Regions from separate parts of the Hordeum vulgare genome. Here region 1 is linked to region 2. Evidence: chromatin contacts called from public Hi-C data. All regions are on one chromosome and are shown on one strand. Each heading gives the region's core, a stretch centred on a gene start, on an enhancer-like site or on the middle of the called end of the contact. The rest is flanking DNA. Distances are from core to core; before and after follow the strand shown. Region 1 has its middle 22 kb from the start of LOC123405254. Region 2 holds the start of LOC123401047 (protein FLX-like 2).

The links. Hi-C and Micro-C count contacts between places; a contact is called where the count stands out from the background.
Region 1: a contact with region 2 is called in a Hi-C map of leaf, with 2.8 times the contacts expected there. The contact joins the enhancer-like site here to the promoter of LOC123401047 in region 2. A contact is called at or near these places in 3 of 6 Hi-C or Micro-C datasets (leaf and seedling).

Annotation. Positions count from the first base shown.
Region 1 is chr6H:160,465,779-160,471,189 of MorexV3_pseudomolecules_assembly, reverse strand. No RefSeq gene overlaps it. Among protein-coding and RNA genes, the nearest start is that of LOC123405254, 22 kb to the left of the region's middle. Within about 2 kb of position 1,624, at least 3 of the 3 cell types and tissues checked have open chromatin away from gene starts, as enhancers often do. A contact at or near this core is called in leaf and seedling, where this site is marked.
Region 2 is chr6H:160,370,126-160,376,363 of MorexV3_pseudomolecules_assembly, reverse strand. LOC123401047 (protein FLX-like 2) reads right to left here and starts at 3,325. Exons shown (of 6, transcript XM_045094763.1): 1 at 3,164-3,325; 2 at 2,396-3,065; 3 at 2,157-2,299; 4 at 1,908-1,996. The coding sequence starts at 2,976.

The DNA.
Region 1 (5,411 bases), core at 375-2,874, 97 kb before region 2:
AAAAGTTCATCAGTTTTGAAAAAAGGTTCATCAATTTGAAAAGGTTCATTGATTTGAATAAAGGTTTGTTGATCTTGAAAATAAATCATTGATGTGAAATAAAGTGCATGAATTTTTAAGAAAGTTCAACAATTTGACAAAAATCACACATTTAGTAGAAAAGTAGAAAAAAACGCGAACAAAACAGTTTCCAAGAAAAAAGAAAAAAAGAAAGAAGAAAGAAGAGTTGGCTGCGTGGTTAGGGCATCATGCATATACTCCCGCCATCTCATAATATAAGAAACTTTTTGACACTACATGTAGTAGAAACGATATCGCTAGTTTCAGTGCCACCCACGCTAGCAGTTTTCTGAAAAACAAATAGAGAAAAAAAGAAAAAAGGGTCGGCCCAGTGCAGCGTGAGGGTATGTGCCTCATTGCGTAAGGACCTAAAATGGGCGCTTAAAGGGCAAAGCTTATTTAGCGCCACATGCGCCGGCCACACACAAATTTTGTTAACCGGTGCCTACAACGCTACGCAATGGACCGATCCATCTAGAGATCCTGTGTGTGTTTTAGTTCGTGAACTTTTATCCAAATCGATGAACTTTGTTGAAATCGGTGGACTTTTTTGAAAATCAATGAACTTTTTTCTTGGAATGGGTGAACTTTTCTCAAAATCGGTGAACATAATATAAAATTCATGAACTTTTTCGAAATCAATGAGCTGTTTTTAAAAATAATGAACTTTTCGAAAATCAAAGATTCTTTTTGAATTCTGTGAACTTTTCGAAAATTCATGAAAATATTTCAAAAATTGGCGAACTTTTTTTCATAATCAATGAATGTTTTCGCAAATCTAAACTTTTCTGAAATTATATGAACTTTTTTCGAGTTTTTAATGACCATCGCGTTCTACTTGGGCTGGCCCATGAGGAGTAGAGCCGCAGGGGCGGTTCCTCTAACCGGTGCTGAAGGCGCCACATAGGAGGTCTTCGCTTAAGGTGCCATTTTGTTTTGAAACGGAAAAGGGGGAGCTCCTATGTGGCGCATTTAGTGCCACTTGGAAAATCGACGCCTGCGGCGCCCCTCCTCACGGGCCGGTCCGTGTAGACTGTGGTTGGCTATTAAAAATTCGAAAAAGTTCACAGAATTTTAAAAAGTTCAGATTTGTAAAAAAAAGGTTCAATGATTATATAAAAAAGTTCGTCGATTTTTAGAATATGTTCATAGATTTTCAAAAATTTCATAGAATTTGAAAAAACAATCATTGATTTTGCAAAAAAGTTCATCAATTTTTAAAAACAATTTATTGATTTTTAAAAATTTCTCGAATTTTAGAATATGTTCAACGATTTTCAATAAAATTTCACCGACTAAAAAAATATCATCGACTTTCAAAGAAGTTCAAGATTTCTAAAAAGTTCATTGATTTGGAAAGAAGTTCATGAACTAAAACACATACATGATCTCTAGATAGACCGGCCCATCATGAAAGCGCTGCAAGCGTCGATTAGCAAAAATTGTCTATAACACGCTCCTATGGCGCTAAATAGGATATTCCCGGAAATGGCGCTGTTTAGGAATTGCCCGCCTAGACTTCCTCCAGCACGCCGCGTGCTGAATAGGAGCCCTCCTATTTAACGCTCGTGAACGTCTAAAGGGCGTGGCTTCGCTGAAGCACACCCACCCGACGGCCCACTGTCGCTTCACTGTTTTTTTCTTTTTCTGTTTTCTTTTCTTTTCTTTTACTTTTTTTTGCGGAAGTCATAGGTTTTTATTTCAATATAACAGAATTACAATCCTTAGCAACGAGATCGCTCGCGAAAGGAGGAGAATTGCCCAGCCAACAAGCCGTACTATCCCCACATCGATCATAATTTGCTAAACAGTCTGCAACTCTATTTTGATCGCGAGAAACTTTTACAGAAATAAAAACCCTATCACTTAGAAGGAACTTAATCTCTTTGATCATATGACCATAGGCTGAGTTATCCAACGAGGTGTCTGTTAGCGCGTTGATAGCCACCGCATAATCCGAATGAATCATAATAGTAGCGTCTGAATGCTCAGTGTTAAGCTTAATACCCTCCAGAACAACATGTAACTCCGCTTCAAGCGCAACATTGCAATGGAACAGCTTCCGATAAGTAGCAAATATCACCTCACCCATCTTTGTCCTCACAACCATCCCTGAGCCAGCTGATCCATCTATTAGGCAATAAGAGCCATCCACTTACAGCGCCACCATTCCATCCAGAGGAGGGGGCCAAGGTAAACATGATGCCGGTTTAACGGGGACACAGATTGGATCCTGGACCACCGTAATCTCCTCCACACTGCTTGAAATCTCGGAGTAGGTGTTGTAGTAATTCTTTTCTTTTACTTGTTTCTTCTATTTCATTCTTCGTGTATTATACATAGCTCATTGTGCCTTTCCAAAGTTTTCATCCTACATTACAAAAATATTAATGGTATAATAAAAAAGTTTATCGTGTGTGTAAAATATTCATTGCATATCATAAATTTTTCAAGGAATATACAAAGATTTACCGTGCTTTTTAAATTTGTTTAGTGTATATGAAACAAATATTTAATGTTTATTAGAAAATCATTAATGTGTATTCAAAAATTGTTCAACTTACATATTCATATGTTTTTCAAGATGTCCATCGTATATTAGAAAAAGTTCATTGTGTATTATTAAAATGTTCAACATATATTTCAAAAAATGTTCAACGGATATTACAAAATTTTCAATTTGTATTTTGTTGAAATGTTCAAACTAAAAACAGACCAGAAAAATCTATCCGATATAGTAAACTCGATAACACATCATGGGACGGGACGGTAAAATCCGATGCTACATTAAAATGGACTAAAAACGAAAAAAGTAAAAAAGAAATTGCTTGCACATAGAGTGGTCCGGTCTAGCAGGGCGCGCCGAGTGTGAACCTCCATCCTATTGTGGTAGCGAGGAAAAGTGGAGGTTTGACTATGTTTTTTGCATGATGGTTTGAATTTGAGGATTAAAAACTATTATAGATACCATATTGATGCAAATGTAAAGGAAGGAGAGAGGAATGGAGGCTCACGTGCTACTACGATGAAGCAAATAGAAATTGAGACAAAACACTTGGGATACAATGGCGCGTCTTTGAGGGGAATCAACTCTACCTTGAATGAGATTTCAGTGAGTTGTGATGGAGGGAGGAACAAATGGAACCCAACAAAAGAGATGTGGTGTAGATAATGGGTTTTTGGGAGGCAGTGGATCTATGTGGTCTTGATGATATTGGTTATATAGGTGTGGATTGGTCATATGAGGAAAAAATAGTGGTCGACAGTATTGTCGGGTGTAGCTGAATAGGGCTCTCGCGACTGCTAGTTGGAGTGCTCTTTTCCCTTTCGAAACGTTTCGACATTTATTTGCGGCCAAATCTGACCACTGTTCGATTGTGTTGATGAATGAATGTGAATAAGCAAACAGAAGAATAGGGGTGGAGAAACTGTGCCATTACAAGGCGATGTGGGATCACATAAGGATTGTTTTTTCCCAATGGTGAGACATGACTAGAAGGGTATCAATGACATGGAGTGCAGTTCGCTAGAGGTCGCGAATGTTAAACCGTAACGCCTGGCGAGAGATCTAGCAACTTCGGAAAGCAAGAACTTGAGACAAGCAAGGAAATAGCTTCGGTCCTTACAAAAATTGGCCGAACTAAAATCTAAGCCACTGAGAATGGGTCCTTCATATATGGCCAAAAAGATTGAAGAGACTGATATGTTTGTGAGTATACATATGCTCTATAAGTCCCTGAGGAGTTTGATTTTTTCGAGGAACACCGACCCCTAAAAATGTATGTCTCCGGCTGAAGACTTTGGTATTTCCTCTGAAGACTTTGAAAGTGAGGAAATTGGTGTTGTCGTGAAGAAGTCAATATGAAGACTCTCAAGCGTGAAGACTTTCATTTTCATAATTTCATTTTCTGTATTCTGTGTCATAGGACCACCGTACTCTTAAAGGGGGTCGAGGTAAAACGAAGGAAACGTTTTCATGTCATGCTCATCTCAAAGCCTACACATACAAACCCTTCGGATGAAGCCTTTGGAAATCTTCAACAGCTTAGTTAAATTCTTTAGTAATAGAGACGAAGATCTTCTAGTCTGTGAGGAATTTGCTCTAACTAAGGAGTTAGGTCTTCGCCAGTGTGAATCACCTACGTGTGAGGAACATGAGTGACATGAGTACTTTCATAGCTGAAACATTCTGACTCAGGTTGTGCTGCGCGCCAGCTGTCCCTAACCTTATCCATCTAACGGTCATATCATTGGGGCAATTATGTCAATTCATGTCGGGATTTCTCCCTGGCTATAAATAGTTGCCCCCATAACCACTAGTTGGTTGGCTGCTCCACAAGAGAAACTGACACTTGTCATTTGACAGCAACCCAATCCTCGAGGACTCTGAGAGAAAATCATCAGCTAGGAAAAAACCCAAACACCTAAACCAAAACCCCCAAACCCCAAAGTGATTGAGCATCACTCAAAAGATTGTTCACGTGTGGAACCGACACTTGTTACCTTTGAGGACTGTGCATCCTCCACATAGTTAGGCGTCATGGTCTAGAGCATCCAGCAGTGAATTGTGGATCGCTGAGTGACCAAGTTTGTGAGGGTTTGGAAGTCTGTGTGAAGACTTACCACGAGTGTTGGGCGAGGATTGTGTGTCCTTAGCTCAAGGAGAATACGGTAAGGACTTTGTGTCCTCGGACTGTGTCTCCTTTGGTTTAAATACCAAGCCGCTCCAAACCAGGTGTATGGCTGTCTCAACAGTTGGAACTCGGTCGTCAAATCATTGTCTTATCCGAGCACCTGGTTCTATTTCCTCAACCCTTTCATTTCTTCAATTGTATGTTGACGACTTTGATCTTTAATTTTTGACGAATTTGACTAAAAACTTTCTTAAATTCCTCAACCCAAATTCTTCACTGAAGTTATTCTACACCAGCATATCCTAAACACGCTATCTATGCAATCCAAACATTTCATTTCACTCCAATGACTATGCTATCACTGTTTTGCACACCTGTTTGAGTACTTATTCTGCTGCACGCAAGTTCGTGACTCATGACTTTCCTCACAAGGAATTTCCTGAGTGACGAAATCATAAGAATCGCCTATTCACCCCCCTCTAGTCGTCCTAATGCACTTTCAATTGGTATGAGAGCAAGGTACTCCCTTGTTCTGTGTGATTTTGGTTTAACCACCTGGAGTTTTAGTTATGTCGATCGTAGGTATGATCAAGGTCACGACGCGTTGTCCTACCTTTGAAGGAAAGGATTTCCCCTAGTGGAAGAACAAGATGCGCATGCACCTTGAACCAATTGACAACGATCCCTCGTATATTATGGAAAGAGGTGTTCCCACCG
Region 2 (6,238 bases), core at 2,076-4,575:
TGCCCATGGGAAAACAAGGGCTGAGACAGATCCATGATTCAGCATTGTTATTATTTAATTGTCCAACAATATTTAGCTGTTTTGAAACAATTTTTATATGTTGAATTTGTATTTAGAAAGCACTTCCTGATGAATAAGACTAGTAAAAGAAATTAACGGTAAATATGCAATTTAGGGGACCATGCTAAGTCAAGCCCTGCCTTCTCAAATCAACAAAGCACAAAATCTAAAAATCCTGAACAAGCAATCTGGAAAACTGGCAATTGTGTGAATAAATATAATACTACCTCTGTAACTTAATGTAAGACGAATTTGAACTCTTAATCTAAGACGTTTTTGCAGTTCAAATTCGTCTTACATTAAGTTACAGAGTGAATACCTTTTAAAGCTGCAAAAAGTAAAGTAAATGGTCGGAATATTGGAGGTTATGATTAGCAATTTAGCATAAGGTGAAACTGGATCTAGCGGGACAAAGCCTTATGTTCTCCAATTTAGTGGGCATTGGCTTGCCATGTGTGACTTGAGTACTCGAAACGCCAGATACATGCATAAACATAAACAGTGTTTAATTATCCCTCTCTCTCTAAGATATGCTCTCAATGTATTATTAGTGAGATTTTGGGTGGGCAAAACAATTAAGGAGGTTTAAGGTTATGAAACCAAGGTGGTGAAGAGAAAATGGTAAAGATATCCTTCTTTAATCATGCACAGAAAATACTGGAAATAGTTTGTGGAGTGTCCCTTGTAAGTACAGGAGAAAGGATGGAGACGGCAGAAACTGCCGTATTGGCGTCCTAGTACAGGGGGTACGGGGTACACATGAATACGCCGGGATACATGAGACAGTCTACAAAGCATGGAGATGGCAGAAACTGCCGTATTGGCGTCCTAGTACGGGGGGTACGGGGTACACATGAATACGCCAGGATACATGTATCCCGCAGTGTCCCATCTTCTCTGAATAAAAAGTGAGAGAAACTAATCAGGATATTACGGTGTGGACACGGTGGGGACTCGGGAACCAGCCTCCCCGCGCCGCTGCCTAGCTCTCCTTACGATGGCTACCACGCTTGAGCAGGCACCCACGACGGTCGCTACCAAGGAAGAAGATCCAGGCAGAAAGGTAGAAGGCAAGGCGGCCACCAACAAGGAAAAAGCTCCGAACAGGGAGGACAATGGAGACTGCAGCCGCCAGCAAAGAAGAAGATTTCAGCAAATTGGAAGGGAAGCCGCCAATGAGCATGAAGGTACAGACGGCGGAGCGGTTGTCTCATCTCCTCTCTACAGTTCTTAGGCGGCTGGAGACAAGAGGGGCACAGGATAGGGAACGGCTGGAGGAGCTGACTTGTGTAGGGTTTTCTGGAATTGGGGCCTTATGTGGGCTTTGAGCGGAGAGCAACATGGGCTCTGGTGCAGGGTCGCGTACTAACTAAACAATCTTTCATCTAAAAATGAGGCAACATATGTCCAGTACTAACTAAACAATCTTTCATCTAAAATTTATTACTATATCTTTATTACATGCTGTTTATTTTTCTAAATACTTATATATCCGGCCGTATCCCCGAATGGCTGTTTTTGATAGAAAAAAATCCGGGATCCCGTACCAGTGCTTCTTAGGATGTGATCAATGTGGGCAAACAAGCGAGAACATCAACAAATTAGCATGCACGTGTTATATTATGCAATAAGATAATTAATGTGTTATAATTTCATATCACTACATTCAAGCTCGACACTAACCGAGTCGTGCTCGAGCTCAGCAAGATAAGGGTTTCAGCCCAAGTGTAGTATCAAGCTCGGATCAACTGGGCTTAAACAACAATAATCCAGATGATACATACTTCAGAAAATAATAATGCCTCGACTTGTGAGGTATCCATTTGGCGGGAAATAAAGGTGCTCACCTGTGCACCCCCATAGCCACCATCATAAGCAGAATGCCGACCAGATGTACCACCATCCTTCTGAGCCAAATTAGGATTGTACAAAGTACCTACACATAAAAACCAACTCATGATAACCAAAAGCATAACTGCAACTGCAAAGGTAAAAAAAAACTCATAGCAATAAAAGCCATAACTGCGGCTGCAAAGGTAGGTTTGTACGTACATATATCTACAGAGGAATAAAATGAATGACAGATAATGACGTACCACTTCTGTCAATATTAGTTGAGTTTGTCAACTCAGCACGAAGCTTCTCTAACTCTGTAACCATGGAGTCATAATTTGTCTTGGTTACCTGCAGCGACTCCGAGTGGTCCATCTTCAGTTTCCTTTCATACTCATATGCAGCCCTAAAATTTAAATAGCACAAGCGAAGTTGAGGTTTCATTCACATAAAATTGATTAGAAGACATGCTGGAGAACAAGTAGAGCACACTTTGACACACCTTAGGTGCTGATATTCCTGTCTAGCAGCATCAAGATCAGCCATGAGTGCTGGCAGCTGTTGTGCCTCCCCAAAGTTCCTCTGCAGGTCTTTGTTCAGCTTCTGCACCTCCGCCGACAAATGCTGCCTTGCTGCCGCCAGGTTCTGCGCCTCGGTGTGCGCCTGCTGCAGGTCCGCCTTGACAGACTCGTACGACTTCAGATCGGCCTCCATCTTGGCAGCCTTGTCAAGGAGCCCCCTCATCTCCTGCTCCTCGGCGGCCTTCGCCGCCTCACCCTGCGCCTGCAGCCTCTGCAGCTCCTGCTGCGCGGCAGCCAGCTCTTTCCTCAGAGACACGTGGCTCGTGGCGAGCCGTTCGTTCTCCACCGCCAGCTTCTGTATCTCTCCACACTGCACCGCCAGCTTCTGCTCCAGGATCTCAGGCGGCGGCAACATATCGTAGGGGTATGGCCCCGGCCCTGGCGGTGGGTGCATGCCCGGGCCGTACGGATCACGGTGCATCATGCCATGCGGCGGGCCAGAGCCGGAACCTGGGAGCGGCCGGTGGTGGTAAGAAGGAGGCATCCGACCCTTGCTCCCCATGGCGAATCAACGACACAACGACCGCGGCTCCGCGGATTAGCGATTAGCACGTACGCGCGAGCTCTCGATTCAGCTGACGATAGTAAACCCTAGAATGACCGGCACACGGAACGGATCGATTAGGCACGAATGTAGCGTGGTATTCGGGCGCCAGGGCGGGCGCGGGGAAGAGGGAGAGGGAGAGCACCTCGCGGTGGTCGGCGGCGGAGGAGCGTCGAGAGGAGGCCGGTCTGGTTGTCCTTCACCTCCTTGTTTCCTAGGGATTGGATGGATTGGCTCGTCGTCTTCGTCAGGGGCGGTCGGTGACGGTGTGGAGGGCTTTGAGGTTGGAGCAAGGAGGTAATTTTGCACGGTGGCCCCTGACCCTAGTGTTTCGCACTCTCTGCGTTTCCTTTCGAGAAATAGGAACGTGTCATATGGCCACATTCTATTTTATTTTAGGGAACATGACCATATTTCTTCTATGGGGAATATCAGAAAATCAACATTCGATGAAAACCAATGAAAAACACATAAAAAGAGTTTTAAAAGTGAAAAAAATATAAAAATAAAGTGTTAAGGGGATGATGTTTTATTGCCATGCAATTTCCAAGTTCAAACACATTACGGGATATGAATTATGAAAAAACAAAATCAGCATTGAATAGCAGGGCAGAATTTGTTTTTCATAGCTTGCATCTCATATTGTATTTCAACTTGAAATTTGTGTCTGGTAATAAAACATCACCTTCTTAACATCCCGTGTTGTTATCAGGGTTTTTTTTGAAAAATTTTGAATATGGTTTCCGTGAAGTTTTCTTTGAATGTTGGTTGTAGGGTAGTGAAAATCCAGGGCAATAAACCCTTAGGGTGAAATTTTCTTTTGCCTATAGGATCCCTCCCACCTTGGGGGAAGTGTTCCCACTGCCCGGGTGCCCATATGGCAACAAGGGGAGGGGACGAAATCCCTCAAGAACAGTTTCCTGGATCTACACATGGCCTCGTCCACCATGGATAAGCAAAAACGCTAGGTACAAGAGAATGAGGAGGGGATAATCTTGGTTCAAAGTGGAGGACAACAACCTGGCGACGACTTCACGGGAGGGGAGAGGAGATCCGGGGAAGGAGGAGGGTGACGACCCTGATCCATTGACGTCGCGGGAGGGGCGAGCATACCCCCGTTGCCAGAGGGGCAGAGAGTGGAGGCGGATCACTGGGGAGGGGGCGAAGCGTCGCTCCGGTCACTGGCGGAGAAACTCGGGGAGGAGCGCTTGATATTGGCCGCCGTTGGCTCACGTTTGCTACTTTCGTCCTGCATCAGTCGTAGTCTTTTCTCCTGACCCCTCAAGGCACGGATGTATCCCTCATGGAAAATATGTGGATGTGTCAGAATATCCCTAATGGGTGAAGTCACCAAATGGTGAGGTAGTTTTCCGTAGGCCAATTTGGCCCCGTGATCTCTATGCCCCGGTGGGGGATGAGGTCACGGACTACCAAACAAGGCCTCAAGGCCTAGGCCATTTCTCACTAATTTCTTTGTCACACAGTTTGGTGTTCTCCCAGAAACTCTTCTCTCTCCCATGTGTCATCGTCATGTCTACCTCTAGAAGCCCATCTACAGGGGAACATTCGAGTAAGAAGTTGTCGGCTCCATTACCATCGTTGACATCGTCAGCACAAGATATTTTCCCCTTTGTCACCACCCCTGAAAATGTAAGCAAGTCACATTCTAGAAAAATAATGAAATAAGCCTTGCACCATTGACTTGTATTAATTTCCTCCAAGTATTCATATGCCTTCTGGTTGAGTGTTTTCCCTCGAGGTTGTGAGGATATAACAATTTGCCACACCTTGTTTTTCATGATTTCACTCTTACAATTCTTTGCAGACTTTTAGTGAAGATGTCTTCCACAAACATGTGGTGTGCATCAAGAAATGACGCATGTACAACATTGATCAACCCTTACATTCATAATAGTTAACATGTCAAGCAACGCCGCTGGAATATTTTACCATTAATGTTGCCTCTTCTGACACAAGTTACTTTTAGTTCTCATTTCCTTGTGTACCATTGGGATGTCGTTGGTATATACATTGTTATTTCCTACATGACATTAGTCCAATCTTGCTTTCTGTGCTTTATCGTTCAATCTGGGGTTAGCCCTAATTACCGTGGTCATGCCAAACTTATGGTTAAACGCGCCAGGCAATATAGGTGAACCAGTGATGCAGTATCATCCAAAACATTGTCGAAAGACATATCCATGTGGTCCACAAATAGTTAGAAATATTAGAAGTTGGCATAACATGGGGCGTACATGTGTTAGTATCATGGTCCATAATGCATAGTCATGTATCTAGATTCATTATTGAGAGTATCTAGCATATATTTTGGTCCTTTATACCCTAGTTGTTGCATAAAAATCTTTGATCCAAAGAGGATATCAGGTGTGTACTTTACAACATCAGGATAAGCAAAAAATCCATCAACAACTTTGATTAGCCAAATCCACACAAAAAATGCATATTTAGTTCATGTAGTGAATAGCTCCTCATGTGATCGTATTAATACGTAGCAACACAATAGTTACTATCATAAATTGGCACACAATCATAAATCTAGCTACAATTCGTCTAAACAAAGCACAAATATCACAATCTAAAGCAATGACAGAGCAAGCCATGGCGTGTATTAGGGTTAGGGTTTCCTTATCGTAAATGAAGGAGGTTTGCCAGCTTGCAGCAGTTTTGAAGACATCCTCCCGGCGGCCACCAACGGACCCTTGCCTAGTGATGACCATCCGTATCATCGAAGCAACAACCCGTTCAATGTCGGTCGCCTATGATATTGCCAGAGTGGATGGGGGTGGGGAAAACTCGATGGACTATTATTACGAAGGAATATGATCAAGGGGCACTTTGCAAAGATGCATGCTTTGTCGTCATGCCTGGTGGCCCCTCTTTTGATGTGGTTGTAGTCAAAGAACCACACAAGTCGGTCGGTGGTCAGTAGGCCCTCCAATGAACCGCTGACAAAGAATCGGGACTCAGATGGACATTTTTCTTATAACTTGGCCCTGATTGACATTTCGGGGAAAGAATTAGGACCCCTCATATATTTAACTCTTTACCAAAAAGCTATGTCTCACGCAAAAGTTCATCTCTATGATATCTAATTGTGCTTTTCACATCATGTCCGACTCGTCTTGGTGTTGATCATGTAGTTAGAAGTATCACCGCCATTTTTTTGCATGGTCTAATGATACTCAAAAATAAAAAGAAT